Regions from separate parts of the Mus musculus genome. Here regions 2 and 3 are each linked to region 1. Evidence: chromatin contacts called from public HiChIP or PLAC-seq and promoter capture Hi-C data. All regions are on one chromosome and are shown on one strand. Each heading gives the region's core, a stretch centred on a gene start, on an enhancer-like site or on the middle of the called end of the contact. The rest is flanking DNA. Distances are from core to core; before and after follow the strand shown. Region 1 holds the start of Runx1t1 (RUNX1 translocation partner 1). Region 2 holds the start of Rad54b (RAD54 homolog B (S. cerevisiae)). Region 3 holds the start of Fsbp (fibrinogen silencer binding protein).

Region 1 (3,719 bases), core at 581-3,080:
GAAAGGTTGGGTGCCCCACTGTGAAAATGTTTTCTTTCTTCCATAGGTATAGTATTAAAGAAAAAAAAAATTGGTGTGTAGCATTGAATGGCTTTTCAAAACTACTCCTTAAAAAAATGGAAGTCTTCAGATTTAGGATTCTGGATTCCATAAAGGCCCTTATGCCAGCACTTAATTGGTGATCACACTCATGCATGCTATAACAATTTCTGTCACAAGAATGTTTGAGCTTGCTGCTTAACAGAACTGAAATCCATTACACAGAACCTCATTACAAGTGACACCCAACTAAGATGAACAAAAAGATTGCCCTCATAAATAGAGTGTAGTATACTATTCTTGACAGAACAGAGTAATCACTATGAATTGTCGTCTTTTTACAAGTTGTCTCTGACAGAGATGGATTTTTGAGGGGTTCACTGGCTGAAGCAGCCCTTCTCAGGTTCAGCGTTCAGGGGCTGTAGAAGTTCTTACTGATCGATGCTGTTTATCAAAGATGATATATTTTTCGTTTGTGCAAGGTGTGTGTTGTGTGCATGTGCTCTGAAGCCCTCTCAGGCGAAGGGACAGGGAGGCAGTGGGTAGAGGTCAAAATCACTGCCTGTTTTCAGATGGGGTCTGTTAGTAGTTCTTGAAGGCAGCAAGGAGGGGAGAAAAATCAACCTGATGAAAGCTTATGGAAAATGTCGAATAAGCAAAGGACACATGGACCACTGCCAGAATAGCAAGAGTTAAAGGGGCCGGTCCCTCTTCATGGTCACTGAGCTGGCTGGCTGGTCAGTCCTGAGTAGAATTGTTTAGTAGAATTGTGTGTGTCTAGTGGATTGGCTGTACACTGGAAAGGTAGAGAGCCCAAGGGCTTGACCACCATGTGAGCCCTGTTGTTAAAACAAACAATCAAACACAGACCCAGAGAAGAGTTCCCAAGTGTTAAATTGTGAAGAAGAGTTTTAGAAGAGAATAATGTTTTCCTTCTGCCTGGCATCTTTGTGTGTTTAGAAACAGGCGGGCAAGGCAGGCAGGCAGGCAGGCTTGTGTTTCTCCTATGAGGCAAGGATGTTTTACAAAGGACTGAAGACACACTGCTGGGAAGGAAATAGGCAGCTTTAGATAAAGCACTGTAACAAAGGCTCCCAGTTTTATATATCATGGTGTCCATTAAAGCTTAATAGGGAAGAGTCCATTGAACCAGGCTGGGTATGTGTTATTCACAGTCAGGAGAAACATTTAAGGGTGTCTCCCCCCCCAGCCCCCCTTGCACCCCCCCCCCCAGCACCCCTTCCCAAAAAGGCATGATTGTTTAGCTTTTGAAAAGGCATTACAATGAAGAGTTTGTTTTTGTCTCCTGTGGATCTCTATGTAAAGTAGAGGAAAGTAAGCTGAAAGTGTTTGGAGCAAATCAACCTGGGAGCCCAGTGGATTGAAAGCACTGTAGTGAACTAAAAACGGTTAGATTCTGCCTCAGAAAAAAAGTGTTCTGTTTGACCCACGCTACTGGGAAGCTGGAAGTGTTCTGCTCATACTTTGTGCTGGGCGATGAACTGGCACAGCCCGGTCTTACAAGAGGTTTTTAGGTTGTTTGGGGTTTCCAGATCAATAAAAAAAGCTTTGTGGTCTGTGCCCTTGTTTGTTTTAAACCAAACTTCCCAGTAATGCCTGTTAAAATTAGAAGATGAAGGACAGCTTTCAGTGTGAGTTGGGGTCAGGTCAACATTGCCATCTTTTGGCAAAATAAGGGTTAACTTGGAGCTGGGAAGGGGTGGTGATAGTGAATGAATTATTCAGCATTTAGCTTATCTTTCTGCATTTCACTTTCTGCTTTTTGGTGCTCTGGAACTGGGGCAGGAGGAAGAGTGGAGAAAGGGAGACAGGAGTTGTGATACTTTGTACACACGTCCCTGTCATTGTTCTGCCTGAAGAGACAGGGCTGGGTTCAAGGCCACATGTGTTCCTGTCATCCTGCACATTTCTGCTCCAAGTGCAATCCGGAGTGTCAGCTCTCCATCTGTCTCTGCCTGGCAGGCGCACGCGCCCAGCACCCTGCCTCGGGCCATGCCGCCCCAGCCCCTCTGATGGCCCTCCTCTCCACCGCCCCGCACATTCCAGAACAGGAGGCATGAGCCCGCATCGCGCTCCCTCTTAACACAGAGTTGCTTTCAGTGTGTTACACGCTGGATTCCGGGATGCCTGGTGAGTGAGTCCTCTTTTCTTGCAAGGAAGGAAGCTTTACTTTCTGTAACGCGTGGAAAATGCCGACTGCACCACGACTGCTGTACTGGATGAGGGCAGGGAGAGGCTGTGGGGTGATAGAGGTGTGATTGGGAGGTGACACAAAGAAAGCTGGATTTAGGGGTGTAGGATATGGGGAGATACTCCTTTGAAACTGAGGGGAAGGAAGCCGTGGATGTTTGCCTGAGCAGTTTACACAGGGGATTAGCTCCACTGAGAAGTGTTTTCTGTTCTGGGTCTCTGGACTATCATCTGTACTTCTTTGCTGGTTATTTGCCTGTGGAGAGAGTTTTTAGATTATGGTAGAATTCTTGGAGAACGTCTTTGAAGAGCTGTTTATGTCAAAGAAAATGAAGGCAGCTTTGGCACTAGAAGGAATTTCTCGCTCTAAATCATAGTCCTTAGATGTTATCATGTAAGTAATTGAAATCGGGTCATTTAGAAGAAGTATGCTGAATTAGTGACATTCCTGTGTCCCTGGAAATTTAGTGTATGACAATTCTCCAGAAAAATATTATCTTTGGAAACTGAAGTGTTTCTGTGATTGCTGCCAGGGAAAACTGTGTTTGTGAAGCCTGCTGCAGGAGAAGGGCTGTCTCTGCTGCTCTCCAGAACTCTCTAAATTGTCCTGTGCCGAATGCAGAGCAGATAAAGGCAGGGCACACAGAGATCCTCCAGCTGGCTGGCGCATGCAGATTATTTGGGTAGGGCAGGCAGAAGAGGCCGTGCTTGGTCAGAGTTTGCACACCTCCCAGATGGTGTTTTGAAACATTATCTGCCAGCTTTCTGAAACCACAGTTGTGTGTAGGTATCGCCAGTTGTTTGAAGAGTGTTTTCCCTTTAGGATACGTCTTGGAGTCTGCTCTCCTCGTTATTGATATGTGTGCAGAAAGGACAAGTTTGCCCAGGATTGCACTTCCGTTGCTGTTGTTCAGGGGACTAGCAATGCATAGAAGCTGAAATATGGGGAAATTCAATTACCAAAAAAGATAATAACTGAGGTCTTAGAAAGGTCATTTTAACTCTTTAAGCTCTCAGCTTGATTTATATGCAATATGTAACTGAGGAAGAAATGTGCCCTTATTATATAATATAGAACTGGTGAAGAAGTGCTTGTATTTTATTTGTTTGTTTGTTGTTGTTGTTGTTGTTGTTGTTGTTTTACAAGGCCATTGGAGCACAGTTTCATGGAAATTTATAAAAATTCATAGGTTCTTTGTTTTTATGCTCTTAATAGATGAGTATTACATGGTCTGGCAGCACCCACCAGAGTCTGTGATATTTTGGTAAAATAGAACCAAATCTGCTTGTCAGTGACAAAGGGGGAGGGGTACTAGTTAGGACCTCTTCTCCTGATTCCTCACATGACTTTTAAAGAAAGCTCCAAAGCACTGAATTGTACTTAAGGCTTTGCCATTGGAAGTTGGCTTTAGTGTTAAGTTGTTAATACCTGACTGGTTCTGTAGTGGTGTTCTGAAGTTTGAGCTCTC
Region 2 (3,719 bases), core at 430-2,929, 2.2 Mb before region 1:
AACAAAACGCCTATATTTAAATGTTTATAAAGGGGCTAGAGAGATGGCTCAGCAGTTAAGAGCACTGGCTGCTCTTGCAGAGAACCTGGGTTTAATTGCCAGCACCCACATGGTACCTCACACCTGTCAGTGACTCCAGTTCCAGGGCTTCTGACACCCTCACACAGGCATGTATGCAGGCAAAGCAGCAGTGCACATGAGATACAAATAAGCCATAGAAAAATGTCCATATTTAATCTTTGTACCTGTAGCTTTTCAGATGAAGTGAAATGCTAACTATGAAGAAGAAACTTTAGTTCACACTCAGAAAGCTAGAAGAATTTTAGCACGAGGTTGCATAGCAGGGTGACTGCAGAGAGAGTTGTACAGTATATCTCAAAAAGCCAGAAGGAAGGGTTTCCAAAGTTTTCACCCTAAAAAAAAAATAAGAATTTAAAGCGGTAGGTGTGTTTACCTTGATTACAATACATACACAAGTAAAAGCGTCTCATGGTGCCCATTAATGCGTAGAATTTTTGTGTCTATGTCATTTTAACAAGACTATTTACTTATTTATGTGTCTGCCTGTTTGCTTTTTGAGACAGTCTTGCTATGTAGCCCAGGCTGCTCTCTTATGGTGATCCTTCTGCCTTAACCTCCTGAGTGTTGGGATTATAAGTGTGTGCCAGCATACCTGACTTCACCCCGTGGAAAGAGAGGCACCATAGTAGCAGCAAACAACAGCTTTCCACCTGCAGCGGCCGGAGGGGTCTCACCAGAGACCTCTGCTCAGATGAGGCTGTGCTTCTTAACTTTGCCAAAGAAAATAATTTCAGAAGTCAGTGGGAAGCCAAATTTGAGTTAAGAGATGTTAATGTAGATTTAAGCAAGGCTTTAATAGAAACTGCATCGCTAATTGTGTGAGTGAGTGTGTGTGAGTGTGTGCATCTTAAGAGAAAAAAATCACTAAATATCTTACAACGGTCATATACAACACTGGTGGCTTCTGAAGTTAGACTGGTCAAAGGTTTCTAAAAAACCTTGTTTTCGGAGGAAGGGTCTACTTAAGTTTTATGTCTATGGGTGTTTTGCAGGCACTTAAGTTGGTGTACTTCATGTGTGCAGTGTCCAGAGACACCAGAACAGGATGCATTTTAATTGTCAAACGTGTATAAAATCTAGTGAATGACCTTTAACCACTCTCTCTTTTCAAAGGATCTATCTCCAGAATTCTTAGAGCAGAAGGATCAGCAAGACTTTGTCTATCAAGACCTTGTCTACAATACTTTAAGATAGTGTCTTTTTTTTTTTAAGTTTAAAGGAGCTCTTCTCCTTTTCACGAGAGTCCAATAATCACGCATCTGTTTTTATACTCCTAGACCTTAAAAGGGCTTGTAAAACAGGGGCTGCAACTACTGTAGCTCAGTGTCACTTGAGTAACAGGATTTCGTGTACCTCAGTGGTGCACACACTTCTATGATCCGAATCCTAATTTATTGATTTAAGTTGTGAGGCTTATCGCCTCAGCTAGGACCTGAAGACTGAAACCAAATCGGTTCGTTTTAGATCTAGCAGTCAACCGGAACCAAACCTAGACCCACGTAAAAGGAAGTGCAAAGGTACCTGCAACGGTTGTCCAATCAGAGTCGGGGGCGGGACCAGCACTGCACGCCGTGGTGCGCATGCTCGGCGCCCGGCCCGTGGTTGGCTGTAGGAAGGCGGGAAGCTCGAGCTGGTCGGCGGCAGGCGTTGGTACCTGCTGCGGGGCGCTCGCGATTTCGGTCAGCCTGCGGGGTAGGTCTCTGCAGCGGAGGCCCGGGGAGGCGCGTGCGGGGCCTGGTGCAGGATGGCGCGGGTCCCGGGGAGCTGGGCGAGGCGGCGGGAGCGCCCTCGCTGGCTGGGCAGGGGGCAGGGGGGCGGGTCCTGCGGGCCGAGCGATCTCGGAGGCCACGGCCCCCGAGGCCGCCTGGGGCCAGAGAACATCAGGTGTCAGCCAAGAGCTTGTGGAACCATCTAGCACCTCCCCTAGGCGAATTACCCACCCACTAGTTCTCTCTCGCCCTCTCTCCGCTCCTGGTTTCAACAAACAAACAAAAACACACCATTTACATTAATTATGGAGGATTTTGTAGGTAGGTAGATTGGAGTCCCAAAGTCTAAGGGGAATTTACAGTATGAAATGGAAATCTTATTACCCAACGTGGCTGGAAGCCAAAAAGCAGAAATAGCAAGGCCTGTTGCTAGCTGTTGGAGTTTTATTTATTTTCTTGCATCCTAGAAGTTGCCACACCCTCTTCCCCATGTAGTCCAGAGGAAGGCAGAGATTCTGGCTATGATTCTATAATCCCTCTTGTCTTTCCTCTCCTGGGACCTTTGTTGTTTCTGATTTCATAGGATTTTGTGGATTAAACAGGCAACAGTAATTATAAGTAATAATATTACAGAAAGTATTTGAGTACTGTGTGTCAAGCTTTGTTCTGAATTCTTAAATTAATCTCACCGTTGCATAGTCGTATGCTTGAGTGTGATTAAGAGTGAATAAGACACAAGAGGAGACACGGATTTAAGCTAACTGCAGAATCACCTGCTGGGAAGGTCATTGGTGCACAGTTATTAAGGCAAACATGATGTGCTCCAGATATCAGCCTGGGCTGGCCGTTTTCCTTGGGAGACCTAATCTCAGCCGTAGCGTGTTACAAGCCTCAGAAATCGCAGCATTTCAATAGAGCTGCCAAGTGGCTTTACATCTAGGGCCTGTAAAAAAGGTCTCAGCAAAACTAGTTTACAAACCAGCTAGAGCCGGTCGGAGATGGAAGATCTCAAGTTCAGAGCCAGTCTAGGATCTATAGAGAGCCCTTGTCCTAGAAAACAAAACAAACTAGTAAAGATGCTAATATGTTTTGGGAAATAAACTAATTTCTGTAGTTCACCTTTTTAAAAAAAAGATTTATTTTATGTACACTGTAGCTGTCTTCAGACACACCAGAAGAGGGCATCAGATCCCATGACAGATGGTTGTGAGCCACCATGTGGTTGCTGGGAATTGAACTCAGGACCTCTGGAAGAGTAGTCAGTGCTCTTACCCGCTGAGCCATCTCTCCAGCCCCTGTAGTTTACTTTTAAATGCATCAACAAATTAGATCAACAAAGCACCAGTTTCATAATTTGCTTTAAGGTTGTGCTTGTAGTGATGGTTTGTATTTGAAGAAACCACAGAGCATGACGTCCACCCAAATCTTTTAAATGAGTTAAAATTTGCATCAGATAGTTAATGTATTTCATTTTAACATTAATGAAATTGAGAATAGCTTTCAATGCAATGGTGGATATAAAATAATGCCATATTTGAAAATTTATGGCATTTTAGATTTAACAAAATATGATATATTTAACCAGTGTAGTTTGTTATAAAGATAACATTGTCTTTGTGGGAAATTTGAAGTTTGAAAAGAACTCAGAATAAAAATCACATTTTAATCTAACATGCGGAGATAATCAGTGTTAATGTTATAGCACATATTTTGCTGGTCTTATCATGAAATTCATTTATATTTCTTAAAATTTTACTTACACGTTGTGTGTGTGTGTGTTTGTCTATGTGTGTGTGGGTATGCCTGTGCCATGATGCATGTATAAAATTAGAGGACAACTGGTGGGAGTTGGTTCTCTTCTTCCACCACATATATGGATTCCAGAGATTGAATTCAGGCTTCTTGGTCACCAGGCTTGTCTTTACCCAC
Region 3 (3,719 bases), core at 840-3,339, 2.2 Mb before region 1:
CAGTCTATTCTGAGACTGAAGGCAAATTTTTATTTTCTAACCCACTTTTTATACCATTTTAATTACATGCAAGTATTTTCGGCAAGCAGCACCATAAGGAACTACTAACAAAGCAGCAAGTGAAGTGATTACTCCCAAGTTAGTTGTTAAAAAGGGCTTGTCATAATGACCAAAATACTTGAGCCCACTTCCTCGTCCAAGCCCAAAATCTTGCCTGAAGCCTAGTTCCACCCTAAGACTAAAATTCCTGCCTTAACCTACTCCCCTTTTACAGCCTAAAGTTAGATTCTTGTGGAAATTTACTTCCTTATTATGCCCTAGTATCAGATTCCTGCCTGAAGCCCGTTTCCTTGTCCTTGGCCAATGTCAGACTCCTGCCAAGCGGTACCCCAAAAGGATTTCCACATGTTCGTTTTACTTTTTGAAGAGATAATACATTTAAAGCTTGCAGCATTTTGCTAGGCTCATTGATCCTGTTTGTACATGTTTATTGTCTAGTACTCAGGGTAATCATGAGTTGGAGGCTAGCCTGGGCTACATTGAGAATTTGAGCTATACAGGGAGACTGTCTCAAATCAATAGCAAACAGCTCCAACAAAGTGAGGATTCAGTAAGTTTAGTTTGCTTCTTGGTTAAAGAAATGAAAACAAAGTAAATAACTTTAGGGGCTGAGTTGTAGATCAGGGGTCCAGCATGTGGCCAGCAATCATAAAGACCTCCTGCACCAGGAGACATCTTTGTAGCATTTCTGTGCACTCCTGCTTTCTACCAAGCGGCTGTGTCTAGATGCACCTTTATATTTGGGGTCTTGAGCTGTGGTCAGGACCATTGGTGTAGGTTTGCTTAACTGTTGTACAGAGTTGCTCTTACCTCCTAAACAGCACTTGCTTAGTTGCATGCGGCCGCGGCTTTGGGAGTTGGTTTTGCCTTCCACCATGTGAGCCTAGGGATCAAGGGCAGGCTGTGGGCCTTGGCAGCATGCTTTCACCAGATGAGCTGTCTTGCCGGTCTTTGCCTGAATCAAACATGTTCAAGTTGCGTTTTCTTTACTATTTCTTTAGTTTTGAGGCGCTGGAGATTAAAGCTGGGGCCTTGAACGTGTTAAGCACTTGCTGCACCTCACGTCTTTCATCCGTTCCAGGTAATCCCCTATCTGGACAAGCACACCGGGAGGAAATGAGCTTGCTTTGTTTTCATGATGATCACGTGCTTCAGACTAGCATTAAACAGGAAAACTCATAGCTAGATTAGGTGTTCCTTTTCATAGTCCATGTGGTGTGATTAAGATAAACAAGACATTGCTTTAATAGAAACACGATTTTGTTTGTACATGATCATGCCATTTCTCACCATTAATTTTTACACATGATAAAGCAGGATAGCATATTTACGTACGATACAGGTAGAGTAATAGCGAATATTTTTATCTGGGTTTTATATCTAGTATTCAGTAAACACTTGTCCTTGAATAACACAATTATGCAGAGGATACTATCCGCTGGAGACGACGAGGAAGCTTAGCTTTCCTGCAGTCTGAGCTGGTGTAACCTAACTAGCTAGAGGCTATGCAATTCCTGATTGACAGCAGGACCAGCAGTATGCAGAGTCTGTAAGGGAGAACACCCAGCTCAGAGGCAGTGATTAGAGCTTTGTCAGGAACCGCCACGTTCACCCCTGCCTGGTGTCTTGTGTTTTTCGGTCTACTAGATTTGTAAACAAATAACACAGAACAGTTCCTCTTTTGTTTTTATTAAAGTGACTGCGGTGCTGTTTCAGCCCCTCTGCCAGCATACATGCGTGGAAATGTGATATTCTCACTAAATTAGCTCATTTTAAGCTGTGGTTCCTGCTTATCTCCAGACCTTTGTGCATTAAATCCTATCTGGAGCTGCTCCCTGTATACACAAGTGTGTTTTGCTTGTGCTCTCCTGCCTTCTGTGAGAAGCTAGCTTTATGTAGGTCAGGCTTGGCTTAAGCGGCTTTCCTGAACCTGCGTAAGTCAGCTTAAGCTGGAGGAATTTTAATAAGCCCTCCCCTGTAGGCGTGGGCCTAAATGAGGCTAGCCTAGTTAAGCCTGATCTTTCTGTTTGTGAAAAGAGCTGAGCAGAGCTGAAGGCTGCATGGTGGTTTCAGAAACGGCCTACTTAATTCCAAAAGAACAATGGTAGGAAAGGCTAGATCTTCCAATTTTACCTTATCTGAAAAGCTTGATTTGCTAAACCTTGTGAAGCCATATGTGAAAATTCTCGAAGAGCACACTAATAAAAATTCAGTAATAGTGGAAAAGAATAGATGTTGGGATGTCATAGCAGTTAACTATAATGCGATTGGAGTAGACCGCCCTCCTCGCACAGCTCAGGGCCTACGCAGCCTTTACAAAAGGCTCAAAGAATATGCCAAACAGGAGCTATTGCAGCAAAAGGAGGCCCAGTCTGAGTTTAAAAGCAGTGTTTCGGAGCCCACCAAGCAAGTCATGGAAATGATTCCCCAGATTGCCAGCTTCGGCCTCATAAGAGACAGGAGCCACATACAGAGGTAAGCCTTATTTTATTTTGTTGTGGGAATTATGGCGCCTCCTATCTCTTGGGCTCTGGCTTAGCTGTGCTAGACATGTGCATAGCGAGCGTCCCCACAAGGGGAGCCGTGAACAGTGTCTTTGTTTTGCTTTCTTAAAAAAAAAAAAAAAAAGTAAAGCTCTGAGGAGTTCTCTGTTAGGACAGCTTGCAGCTGCTTTCCCTCCATCCTGCCGATTCCACAAGTAAAAGTTAAGGCAGAATTGATGGGATGAAGCTGTGACATCACTAAGTGAACTTTAAAGCCTTCATAGCGTAGAGTGTATAAAGTAATGGGTTTTACTATGACATTTTTACACATTTATTATATACTTTGATTATATCTCATAAACTTGTAAGCCTTAAAATTAGATTACTTGCTTCTGTGAGAAATTATTCTTTTTAAAGATTACATGTCATTGAAATTAAAAAAAAATTTTTTTACATAAAAGTTATATGAAGTTAGTAGTTTTGGGAGCAAATGGGGACTTTGTTTTTTTATGAATTATTACTGTGTATATTTCCTGAATATGCACTAAAGTAACAAAACTTCCTTGATAGATAACATGATTGATTCTAAGTGAAGACTGTTTTGTTTCTCTAGTGTGTTTGAAGTTGGTAAGACAGACACATTGACGAAAGGAGCTTAATAGCTAGCTAAGGGGTTCCAGTTACATAACAGAGTAAAGTGTAATTGGCTAATGGTCTAGTTCCACTCTGACATTGGCTCATAGGGAAGGTAAACTTTCTCATACTGCCCTCTGTAACTTATAAGACTCACATTTAATAAGGGCAACTGAAATAGGGATTGAAAACAGTTTGCGTTAGGTATGATTGTTTGCCTAAAAATTTTAAAAGCTGTTACCTGTGATCAATTTAAATTTAATTCTTGACATAAGATAAAAATGGCAGCTCCTTTCCTTTCTACTGACTGACTTAGGGTACTTTACACAAACTGCAAGCTCTATTAGTTGAAGGCCCTTTCAAACAAAGACTCAAGTGCTTTGCTGCTCTAGGAGAGGCGTTAGATAAGCAAAATTGCTGACTACCTGTGGGACTTTTTGAAGTTAGGGGAGAAAACATTTTAGCTGAAACTGTCTGTTGTTTTGGTAACATTAAAAGATATTTTTTAGTGTTTTACCCTATACTGCTTATTTTTATGTGATT

Evidence for each region. Promoter capture Hi-C pulls out the DNA fragments that hold promoters and counts their contacts. HiChIP or PLAC-seq counts read pairs in DNA pulled down with a chosen protein or histone mark.
Region 2: a promoter capture Hi-C map of the 3T3-L1 cell line shows a contact between it and region 1, with 9 times the contacts expected there. The contact joins the promoter of Rad54b here to the promoter of Runx1t1 in region 1. A contact is called at or near these places in 2 of 39 promoter capture datasets (the 3T3-L1 cell line and hippocampal neurons).
Region 3: a contact with region 1 is called in an H3K27ac HiChIP or PLAC-seq map of embryonic stem cells, with 12 times the contacts expected there. The contact joins the promoter of Fsbp here to the promoter of Runx1t1 in region 1. A contact is called at or near these places in 2 of 39 promoter capture datasets (the 3T3-L1 cell line and cranial neural crest) and 1 of 115 datasets of contacts at active chromatin or transcription factors (embryonic stem cells).

The regions. Positions count from the first base shown.
Region 1 is chr4:13,782,952-13,786,670 of GRCm38.p6, forward strand. Runx1t1 (RUNX1 translocation partner 1) reads left to right here and starts at 1,831. Exons shown (of 11, transcript NM_009822.3): 1 at 1,831-2,190. The coding sequence starts at 2,184.
Region 2 is chr4:11,557,241-11,560,959 of GRCm38.p6, forward strand. Rad54b (RAD54 homolog B (S. cerevisiae)) reads left to right here and starts at 1,680. Exons shown (of 15, transcript NM_001039556.3): 1 at 1,680-1,773. It overlaps LOC115489931 (predicted GPI-anchored protein 58), which reads right to left and starts at 2,579. Exons shown (of 3, transcript XM_030253962.1): 1 at 2,564-2,579; 2 at 1,603-2,052. The coding sequence starts at 2,579. Gm35693 (a long non-coding RNA gene) reads right to left here and starts at 1,586. Exons shown (of 3, transcript XR_390401.4): 1 at 1,435-1,586; 2 at 674-791; 3 at 212-413.
Region 3 is chr4:11,577,573-11,581,291 of GRCm38.p6, forward strand. It overlaps Fsbp (fibrinogen silencer binding protein), which reads left to right and starts at 2,090. Exons shown (of 2, transcript NM_001256142.1): 1 at 2,090-2,535. The coding sequence starts at 2,162. The region is part of intron 3 of Rad54b (RAD54 homolog B (S. cerevisiae)); the gene reads left to right.